Linked DNA regions of Mus musculus: region 2 is linked to region 1. The links are chromatin contacts, called in public Micro-C maps. All regions are on one chromosome and are shown on one strand. The core of a region is the stretch at or near the end of the contact, and the rest is flanking DNA. Distances in the headings are between cores, read along the strand shown.

What was found. Hi-C and Micro-C count contacts between places; a contact is called where the count stands out from the background.
Region 2: a Micro-C map of embryonic stem cells shows a contact between it and region 1, with 2.0 times the contacts expected there. The contact joins the promoter of Shc4 here to the promoter of Fbn1 in region 1. A contact is called at or near these places in 1 of 39 promoter capture datasets (hippocampal neurons), 4 of 484 Hi-C or Micro-C datasets (cerebral cortex, embryonic stem cells and uterus) and 2 of 9 other capture datasets (liver and pancreatic islet).

Annotation. Positions count from the first base shown.
Region 1 is chr2:125,505,146-125,510,736 of GRCm38.p6, forward strand. It overlaps Fbn1 (fibrillin 1), which reads right to left and starts at 1,293. Exons shown (of 66, transcript NM_007993.2): 1 at 1,194-1,293; 2 at 295-644. The coding sequence starts at 458.
Region 2 is chr2:125,721,544-125,727,231 of GRCm38.p6, forward strand. It overlaps Shc4 (SHC (Src homology 2 domain containing) family, member 4), which reads right to left and starts at 2,605. Exons shown (of 12, transcript NM_199022.2): 1 at 1,250-2,605. The coding sequence starts at 1,834.

The DNA.
Region 1 (5,591 bases), core at 43-2,542:
CTGGGTTTCAGCTCCTCCCCTTCTTCCACAAGGAACCATTCTCGCCTCCCCAAATCTGCTTCAACAATGGCCCAGGATTCCCTCCAGCCAGGACTTCTCCTCTGGGCCAGGAACAAGGCGAGTTATCTGAACAAGAGTTGATGACCGAGTAACTTTGGCACTTCCAGGCTGTCTCCCGGGGATCTCACCCAGGGTCCTCTACGGGCCAGAACCTGCCCTGTCAGTTGCTGTGGATCTTAAAGTCCCAAGAAGGGCGAGGGGAGGCACACCGAAGCAGCTGGGAGCTTCCCTTACCCTTTCAGCGCATCGTGTCCTCCGCCGCCTCTTCTCTTGGCCCGATTGGCTCTGGTCTCCTTCAGGCTCCCAGCCTCCAAATTGGCGTCCGCCCCATGGCTCGTGTAGGACTCGAGGAGCAGGGCGAACGCCAGCGCGACCTCCAGCAGCCCTCCTCGCCGCATGGTGCCGCCGGCCGCCACTCGCTCCGCCGCCGCCGCCGCCGCCGCCGCCGCGCCTTCCAGCGGCCCGAGTCTCCGGGGTCCCGCTGTCTCACTGTCCGGCTGTCCTGATGCAGAGAGGTCCCCGGCCTGGGTCCTACAGCTTTCTTCTCCAGGGACTGCTCCCACTTCGGGTAGTCCCTGCCTGTCCTGCAACACAGACAAGTCCCCAAGGCGGGGAGGTGAGACACTCAGGGCTCCGGGATGCTGAAAGCTCGCAGTCCCCGGTGCCGAGCCCAGACCGCGCGCCGCCTGCGCGTGGCGCAGTTACTCGGAGGAACGAGGACCACTCGATCCCAACTAGCTGCAGAGCCAGAACCCGGCGACTGGCATCCGCGGACCCTGTGGCCTCGCGGCGCCAAGTACCGTGTCCCTAGGGAGCCCAGGCGTCCCGCGAGCGGACTGCCTACACGGTCTTAATGGCACTGATTGCGCGCGGTGACGGCTGACGCCCCAGCTCTCCAAAAAGGGTCCTCTCCGCCCACATACCGGGTCATGGCCAACCCCGCCAGTCCCCTGCATCCGACGTGGAGCAGGGCACTGCAGTCCCGGATCTTGCAGCTGTCAGGCAGAGAGGGCCAGCTGCAGATGCTCGAGACATCCCCTCACCCTGCCCGGCCTCCTGCCCTGGATGCCGCGCAAACGGCCCTCCAGCCACCCGCCTGCCGCCCGACCCTGGCGGGACCCCATGAGACCCACTGGACTAGCGGCTCGGACTCTCAGGCGGCGGTGGCTGCTCTGCTCCGCAGCTGTCCCAGCTGTGGCCGCCTGTGGCACCCACAGTCTCTGCCCCAACTCTGCGGCCCCCTCCTTTCCCACCTCTTCAAGTATCGTCCGCGCAGCGGTTTCTCGCGAGAGAAATACTTTTTTAAAAAAAAGAAAGAAAGAAAAAGAAAATGACACCCTCCCCACCTCCCCCCATCACCACCCCACCCCCGGCCCCATCTATCCTCCCTTTCCACTCCCCTCTGCCAGCCACCGCCCGGACCCGGGCCTCCCTCATTCGCAGGATCAGTGCCCTGGGAGGAGGCGGAGGTGATCCAGTCCTGCCTGGCCTGGGATATTCCGTCCCAGGGTGGGGAAGAGAGGGAATGGGAAGAGGTGGAGTAGCGGTTTAGACCGATCTGCCTGCGGCTGAGAGGTCCAGACCCGAGATTCCCGCGATCAGAAGCACGGAGAGCTGGGCCACCTGCGCGGAGAACGCATGCTGGACACCTTGGCCAACGAGGCCCAGGAGGCCCTGGCTGGAAAGGGGCTCTGTGGCAGTGGCCCTCGCTTCTCAGCCCAGTCTTCTGCTGTCTGGCTGGGAGGAGAAATTGTAGGCTCCGAGGCTCAGGCAGGGCTTGTGGTGAGGCCACCACCACTGAGCCAGCCAACAGGTTAGCGGCGGCGAAAGGGGCATGCCAGTGTCAGGAGCCCGCTGGAGGAGCAATTCTCCCGAGGCTCAGGTCAAGCTACTCACCTAGGCTAAATGAAGAGGCTGCGAAAGTCTCAGTCTGTGATGTGGGGGCCTGTGATTTGGGTTTCAGACAATCCTCCCGCCCAACTCTCAGTTAGGAATGGGGTTTCCTAAAATAACCCTATTTTCACATGTGTACACACTATACAGAGAGCACATACACACACATGCATGGGATTGGGGTGGGGTGGGGGTGTCTGAAATCCACATCGGGCTCGACCGCAGGGACCAGGGACTCCAGTCACCAACTGTCACTTTCCACACAGTTACCCTAAGAATGCACGCATCTTGTTGACCCGGATTTTTCTTGTTTTCAACATCTTGTGCCCGGATATGAGATTATAGAGATCGAGGCATGTTATCAACTCCATCTTCTTTTCAAAATGGACCACGCCTCATGATAATGGACTCACTGCACTGCTTCGATACCTGAATAGGAAGACTTAAACACTGATTTAAATTCATAATTATTTAAATATATTATCTAGTTTAATTGAGGTCTTACTTTCAAAAAAAAATCCTCTTAACAGATCCATGAACTGGAGATTCCGTCCTACATCTTCAGGTGAGAAAAGAGGTATTCATTCGAGGGCCAGGAGATGGCTCTGAGCAAATAAAGCACCAAGCCTGGTAACGTGCGTTCTAGCACCAGGAACTACCTGGCAGAAGGAAGGAAAGACTCCTGAATGTGTCCTCTGACCAACGTACTCGGCATACGCATGCGCACAAGTGAGCACATATACTCCAAATGTCGTCAAATAAAGAACCATTCATTGAAGAAGTAGCTATTGAACACTTGTGCCACCTGGCCCACGGATGAATCAGAATCACTTGCAAGTAAGCCAGGAGTTTCAGTCCCTTTGCACAGCAGGTGATCGACAGGGAAGGCAAGCTTGAAACAAATAGTAGCTCATATGTTACATGCCAACAAACACGGGGCACTGCTTAGATGATGTATGTGACCATGACTAGACATAGGCTAGGGCCAATAGAGGAGGCTTCCCTGATAAAGTATCATTGAACCCTTTTAAGGCACCATGGCGACTTAGAAAGAGCAAAAGTTCTTAACTATAGATACACAGTAAGTTCTAGGAACTTAAAAAGAAATAGGCAAGGACCCAGTTTTTTAAAGTCTGTGGTGGACATTGACATGGCTATTTTTCAAAGATCCCCACAAATCCAAAGGGGTGGTAGGGATATTACTAAAGGTGGGAAAGGGGTCCAAACCGAGGAACCATAGTCCCATGGTCGGCAGAAGCAAGGTTTCTGGGGGTTAGGGAGGACTTTGGTCTGACCTCTGTGTATCAGGCTGTTCTGAACCCACTGTGCAATCTAGAAACTGCCTGATTTCTCTGTATTCAAGTGGTATGCAAGAGGCAATGTGATCCTGTCCCCTGTCTCCTGGAGGCTGCTCCTTGGCAACATAATGGAACAGAGCGACTGAACGCAGGGCCCTCGGAAGGCTTTGTCCAGGTAGCACAGAGCAAACCCCAGTAAGGGTTCCATTTATCTCATAGTATGATCACCAAGTTCTCCCCAGCAAGTGGAGAGCTGGCAAGGGCTGCGGCAGTCCTCCAGCCTGCCTTTCGCTTTCAGTTTCTCCTCCCCTGGACTTCCACATGGAACAGCTTTTCCTACAAAAGAGAACCATAGATATAACTGAAAGAGCCAATGGAGTTCCTTCCTGGGGAGTGATATGATGACAGCTTCAAAATCTCACCCCATTTTTCACCCACTCCATTATTATTCTCTGTACTGAAGAAAGACACCCACACATTTGCAGCCACTGACAGAGCCTTGGTGTGCCTCAGTTGCCCCACTGCTTTCTTAAGAATGAGTGAAGTGAATCTTGGCTGTGGAGATGAACATAAGTGTAAGTTGACTGATAGCCATTGAATGATGTATCCATGTGTTCTACCTTTTATTACTTAGCTATTCATTAGCCAATTTGACCAAAGTAAAGCACCCTCTTCTAACCACCTCACCAAAGATGAGACTATATTGCCATCGTTTTCCAGAACTTTTCTTTATCAAACATTTTGACTACTTAACTTTTAAGTCTTTCCCTATAATCCCGCCATTCTAACGCTTTCTCCATTTCTCATGAGTCCTTGTCCCTATGTCACATCTTACATGGTCATAACCACAGGGTCTATGTAGTTTTGTCTTCTGTTGAACAGAGGGGAGAATTTGTTCTCGCTTCAGACTTAGCCTTCGCATTTTGCAGATGGGGGTCCCTGGGTGAGGTTGGCCTAGCCATACTTCTGGCAAAGAGCATGTACAAATGTTGAATTATGTTATTGAAATAGCTTTCATTACCTCAATCCCCCAAAGCAAACAGTTCCTCTCCACCCAAAACAACAGCTCCATTTCCCAGTCTCATTTCACTTGTGTTTTGATGAGTTCTGGGTCCCACCCTGGTATTGCCTGTCATTTTTTTTTTCTTACCAGACATAACAGATACCAGCCCAACAGCAGAGGAAAGTAAAGAAGAGGCCTGGCCAGCAAGAAGGGATGTAACACTGGATCCATCACAAATTAAAAACACACCCTCCCTGGGTACCATTCAACCCATGTTTACTAAACACCAGCTCTGTGTGCCATACCAGGGTAGATCTTGCAGACGCCCCTAAAAATCCTTTCCAGGGCACTTCTCATTCTCTCAGAAGGAGACCATATCTGCAAAGTTCCAAGCACGGCAAGCAGGAAGCCAAGAGGCAAAGGCGAGTACTTCAAGCATTTTATAGGCAAAACTCAGATTTTATCTGTGGAACTTGATTGACACTTGAGCTCCATTTAATTTTCACAGGCAATGAAGCACTCTGCTGAGGTTTTTTCAATGATGGGAAGGTGATATAACTTTTTACAGCTCACAGGCCTCAAAACAGACCTTTGGACTGAGGGTCTCCAATCAGCAAAGTTTACCATTTACCTGGCCTGCAAGACAAAGGCCAGCACAGAAAATGGTTTGAAGAATCATCCCAGAGCTGGGTGTCACCAAAGCAAGGCGTCCACAGGGGAGAGGGTTGGGTGGAGTGGTATGACTGCTCTGGTCTGGAAGCCTTAATGGACGAGATGGGATTTGGGTAGTGCCTTGAAAGGAGGGTAGGGTTTGGCTGCACAGAACCATCTTGGAAGAATATCCCAGACACAAAAGAGGAGCAGGAGGCAAAAGCAGAAAGGGAGGATAGATTCGGGGCCAGAGGAGACAGATGAGGTATTTTCCCATCCTTCTCTGGGACACACCCTGGGCTGAGTGTTCATGAAGGGCAGCAGGCTACTGCGGACCCGTGGGCATCATTTCTTAAATGACCATGATTAGTCACACCACGAGGACATTCATTGTCTCCATCCCCAAGACCTGGAAGATCTGGAATCCATTATGACCACTGTGCTCAAACTGACAGAGGGCAAACAACACACGATTTCCCCTGGGCTTCAATTAGTCACCTACATTAAATAATTTTAATAGAGAATGAACTTTATTTCAGGATCCTAATGAAAGTTTCTTTATACCAGGAAATGCATACCCTAACCTGCTGTCTTGGGCAATCTGAAAATCTCGTTAAGACGGGAGTGACAAGCAGTCTCCTTTAGCAACATTATCTTTTTCTACATCTGTTTTTACTTTCAATCTC
Region 2 (5,688 bases), core at 1,355-3,854, 220 kb after region 1:
TACAGCTTGACAAGTGTAATGCTCTTCTGGATTTTCCACAAACATGCAAGCCTGGTCACAGTATGCTACTTGCTGTTGAGGGCAGGAGCTGGGCTCTGCACGCTTATCTTCCTTAGGGGCTGTGGGCATCCATTTACCAAGTCTGCTCCAAGCCCGTTCTCTCTGTAATCTCTCCAGCATCCCCCAAGCTGTCCATGAGCCTGATGCTGTCAGTGTGCAAAGCAATCACCCACTCTTCTGCCTTCAGCTCTGACTTTTTAAGCTCAATCACTGCCGGGCTGATGAGACTGCTCACCTGCACACCAGCACCTCTAGATAGCACTGTTGTTATCGGAGAGGTCAAGTGCAAACTGATGAGTCCCCTTCCCAATTGACTCTGCTGACTCTGGCATCCTGAGTATCATCCAGGACTTAACTTTGGAAGTTATTCTTCATTCTCTAGTCTTCATCCTAACTCAGCTACACCCTCCATGAAGAACAGCAAGCATTCTCACTGGCCTCGAGGATCTCTTCCTGCTTCAGCACAAGTTAAATAAATCATCAGATGAATCTTTTAAGACCTACATTCACGATATGCCTGCGGACCTATGAGGATCTTGCTCACCAGTGTTTATAGCCTCTCTGTTTGGCCCTTGAAGAGCTTTGATGACCTCCCTTTCTTCCCTGTTCTAATTTGTTCAGTCCCTGGGGACTGTGCTAGCCGTCACCTCCACCTCTCCGTGCCCTCTCCAGGACAAACCCCAAGCTTCCCCGAAGACCCCACAGTGACTTTGATCTACTCTTGCGCCTGTCCTGAATCAACCTTTCTACCATAGATACACCTTCTCATAAATCTCAGAACCCAGCTACACCCGGCTCCCCTGTCCCAGAGTCCCTGAGTACTCTCACAGATGCATCAATTGCTGAACATTGAAATGTCGATTCCAAAATAAATAAATAAATAAATAAAACCACGTCAAATCCCTTTTATACCACGTCTCAGTTGCCATCTTATCTGTCTCTATGAGAAGCTATGTCTGAGCCAACAGCTGCCTATGGGTTAGCAATGGCTCACACCCTTGGAGCAAAGTGGATCTGACTCTGGCATGTGTCAGATCCCTGTAGGAAATCTCTAAGGCCAACTCTCCCTTCGGTTGATCCAGCGGTATGTCTTGTAATCTAGAGCCCAGCCAGGTTAAATCGAAGTCCCCGCAGAGAGCACAGCTGCCCTTCCTGTGAGTGCTCAGGGAGTAGGCCTTAAGGGACTTACCCGCACACAGTAGTTCAGACCGTTCCCCAACAGGTGCTGCAGAGGGGGCCCGTCCTGCTTGCTCCTGGGGCTTGGTTCTCCAGGGCCAGGCAGTGGGCAAGTATCAGGACGCAAAGAGGTGGGCCTGCGTCCCACCTGGTCCGGATCCGGTGCAGGTGCAGGTCCAGTCCTGTTTAGATTGGATTCTGGGGACGCTGGACGGCTTGGAGTCTGATCCTGGTTCTCTTGGAGCTTCAACCGGCTCACCTGTTTCGTACCCAAGCAGAAGGTTTTCAGACCCAGAAAAGTGATGGGGTTGGCCAGCTTCATGCTTGCCATACGGGGAATCAAGGTGCACAGCGCCGTGGGGCTCTCCTGGCTGGACACAGTGGCATCCTCAGTCGGCAGGTGAGGGGCCAGGGCTGGGTAGGGAGGCGGCGACGAGCCCTTGTTTCCAACGGAGCCTCCGGGGCTCCCTTCGTCCAAAGACGTGATGGACTCGTTCCGAAAGCGGCTGTACTTGGTCCTGTGAAGCATCCCCAGGTGCCCAAAGAGTCCTACATACAGCGTGAGTCCTGCCTGGCTGTCCTGGCTGCGTTCTCGCATAGCCTTAGCAGTGCTGAGACTGGGCACCGCAGCCTAAAGTGCCTCGCAGTCCGGTAGACCCACGCCACAGTCACCTCTCCTGCTCTGGCGGTCACCAGCCCGGGTCCGAGACTGCTCAAGGATGACAGTCCCGGAGGACGCCTCCCCAGCTCTGATTGCAGGCCGGCCCTTCCAGGCCCTGGCAGAGGCCCCCGGAGCGCGGGGGGTGGGGTGGGGTGGGAGCGGGGGTGTCTTCGCCCCGGAGTCCCGTCCCCCAGGCTGGGGCAGCGGGTGCCACCACGCCTCTAGTCTTAGCAGAAATATTTACCCCCTTTTCCTCTGCGCACAGGAACTTTCAAACCTGCTCCCCTCCAGCTCCCACGGGGCGGGGCAGGGACTAGCCCATTAACCCTTTATTTGTTCCCGTGACTGTTCATTTCAAAGGGAAAAATAAAAAAGCGCATAAGAGTCAAAGGCCCTTCTGTATGGGCTGGGGTTATGACGGCTGCCCTCTCTCGGAGGATCTTGGTTCTGGGCCACCAGCCAGGAGTCCTAGCGACGGGCGCTGGTCTGCATTGTTCCTCCAGCTTGAGGTCCGGGCATCCTCTGTGTGGCTCGGGTCCGATCCCGGCCGGCCCACCCCTTCTCAGGGCGCCCTTCCCTCCTGTACTCTCCTGCAGGCTTTTTTCAGGAGGAGCCTGTGCACAGCAAAAGGCTGAGTTGAGCAGACGATACCCAGGCTGTTGAAATTTTTATGAATGAACTTTGCCGAATGAATTTCCCTCGTTGTGTGAGAGCTAATAAATCTGTGAATGGAGCCGAGAATAGCTGTAATTGACTGACCCGTTTGGGGCGGCGCGGGGGTGGGGGTGTGGGGGGTGCGATTTGGTTTTCATCCAATCAGGCTGCAGCTTCATGAGTCATGCACCGTGAATATACTAACTAGTAGCCGGGAGAAACGAAGCCGGGCAGAGAAAAGGGAGGGTAATATCTGATGAATGGGTTAAAAGTAAAGGCAATCTTTGCTCCTGGATCGTCAGTATGCTGGGAATCAGAAGGTTAAAAATCGATTTCCTTTCTTGTTAAGATGGGGAGGGGCGAGAAAGGAGCTAGAAATTAGATATATTGTTCCATGGACATTAGGGCATATGTTACACAAACAACTCTTGTTCAAAGCCTAGATTCGTTTTTCTTAGAAACGTTTTTTTTTTTTTTAATTGATTGCCGCCCCATCTTCTGTCTGATACAATTTCCTGAGCCCATCAAAGGCCCCGGGAAGACAACCGTAAAGGCTGAGCCCACAGGAAGCCTGAGCCCCAGCTGGGCAGAGGAAATGCAGGTTCATTCAGGAGCTGAGAAGAGCGGACTGCTGAGACCTTGGGGTGGGGGTGGGGTGAGAGTCTCCGGGAGGAAGCAGCTGAGGTTGCGTTTCTCTGTGAGCCTTGGCTCCAGTACCTGAGACTATTCATGATTTCGAATACTAAGGCAGCAGCCAAGAGAATCTGGGAAGAAGGCCACCTCACCTTCTCATTGACCACGGGCTCTCGAGTGCTCAGGACTTAGCCTGAACTCCAGGGCCATCCAAACACAGGTTTGAATGAAACCAGTGCAGGTGACTAGGAGACAAAGGCGCCTCGCCGCCGCCAAGCTTTTGTGCTTAGGCTCAGAACGGCTTGTTAGTATCCTGCCTGACAACTTTGTGAGCTTTTTCTATCCACTGGGAAGGCCTTTTGTGGCGTCCTATACCTTCCTTTCTGACTTTCTTTTTGCACCTCCACATTTGGCAAACACGAAAGGAATGGCTAAATCAGAACTCATATACCCGGAACCTAGGGAGACAGGATCAGGGGAGTGGAAGGTGGGAGGAGGAGGGAGTAAGACTGAAAAAATCCGCTAGTACCTCTACTGCTACGCATGCTTCTCTTTCATCTCTGCCTTCTCCTCTGGGTCCCACCTTACCGTATGCCATGCCACAGTAACATCCCACTACCTTGAGAGAAGTTCCTGTGAGTGGTAATGGCCTTGTCTGTGAGTGGCAGCTAATGAATGACGTGTGGGAGCATATGAAATAGCTACAGTCCCTGTAAAACATCCCCACAATGCTCCGGGAGAGTACCTGCATCTCCGAAGCATCCTGGGCAGCATTTTTTAAAAGGTTGCTGGAGAGATGGCTCAGTAGTTAAAAACGTGTACTGCTCTTGCAGAGGACCTGAAAGGGTTTGTGTCAGGTAGCTCACAGTACCTCTGGCTCCTGAGGATCTGATCTCCTCTTCTGGACTCCATGGCCACCTGCAAACACACACACACACACACACACACACACACACACACACACACACACACACACACTTAAAAACGGCACACACCTATACTTTTAAAATAATAAGATAAATCGTTAAAATAAATAAGCAAATTAAAGGCCAATGGAACCAGGGTGTCTCCATTGAAGTAGTGTTCCCAACTGCTAGAGTATACTATGTCATCTTAGGCAACCAAAAAGGAAAAGTACCACAAAGTAAGGGACACCAAGGAAGGAACACTGTCTCAAGAAGCTATTCCCAATGCTCGTCTGTGTCTGGGAAAGGTGGTGATGCTGAAAACTCTAACAAGACCTCAGGATGCCGTTCTGCCTGTAGGCCTGAGTGACCTAGAAGGCCCTCTTAGGCAGCTCTGCATTGTGCTGACCAGACCAGCATGATAGGGCACTCTGGGGGCTGCAGGCTGAGCTAGGTGGACCAGCAAGCATGACGCTGTGAGCTACTTCTCTGTCCTGGGAGCCTGGAAGACATTCACTATCACCCGCTGAAAAGCTGTCCCTCTGTCCAGCAGCCCTGGAGATGGCTGGCTAAGAAGGTATATGGGGAGAAAAGGGCCAATATATCGTCTCCCACTAGAAACAGAAACAAAGACAACACTAAGTAATGGTCACTAGAGCTAGCCCACCAGGTAATGCCTGTGTGCCAGTAGTATTAACAACTGTCTGCACTGTGGCATAAAGTGTTAATGTTTGGTCTGTTGCAATGGATTGTAATGCTAAATTCTGTACCTGAAGATCTAGGCCTACAAGTGAATTCTCACATTTACACACTTTTGTTGTGCAAACCTTGTTCCTTGATTTAAAATGATTGGTTAGCCTGGCAGTAGTGACCCATGCCTTTAATCCCAGCACTTGGGAGGCAGAGACAGGTCAGCCTGGTCTACAGAGTAAGTTCCAGGACAGCCAGAGCTACACAGAGAAACCCTGTCTCAACAAACAAAAACAAAAACAAACAAAAAATGATTGGTTAAATAAAATTGTCTACAGCTAATTACTGGAGAGGCTAGAGGTAGGTGGGTTTTGAGTTACCTGGTTGAGGGTGGAGAAGAGAGACCAGGAAGAGAAGGAGAAAGAATGAGAGGAGAGGAGGAAGCCACCATGAAGGGAGATGGATCATGAGCATGTGACCAGGAGAAACAGCAAGTATCTGAGGTGCACCACTGGGGAGGTAGCCAGGCCAGCACTTAGAAGAGCAGATTAGGAGTAACTCCCAGTAATTGTCAAAGCCGAATAAAACAACCACAGTCTGAGTCTCACTCAATTGTAAGCTAGTCCAGGATACGTTTAAACTGGTTGTACTAAAGTAAAGGAAAGTAAGTTGTGCAGCCTGACTCCAGCTGGTGAGTGATGATGGCGCCGGACATACGGCTGCCAGACCCACTGCCACCTGATGATCAGAAACCCCACATCTAGATGCTGGCCCTTGTTGAGACTGCAGGCTCATTGCTCCCTGGTGGTGGAAAGGAGAGGTGGGGATTTCTTCTTACAGGTTCCAGTATTGTGGAGATGCCTAACGGAGTCTGCCATCCCAGATCAGCCAGAAAGTAACTGGTCTCCC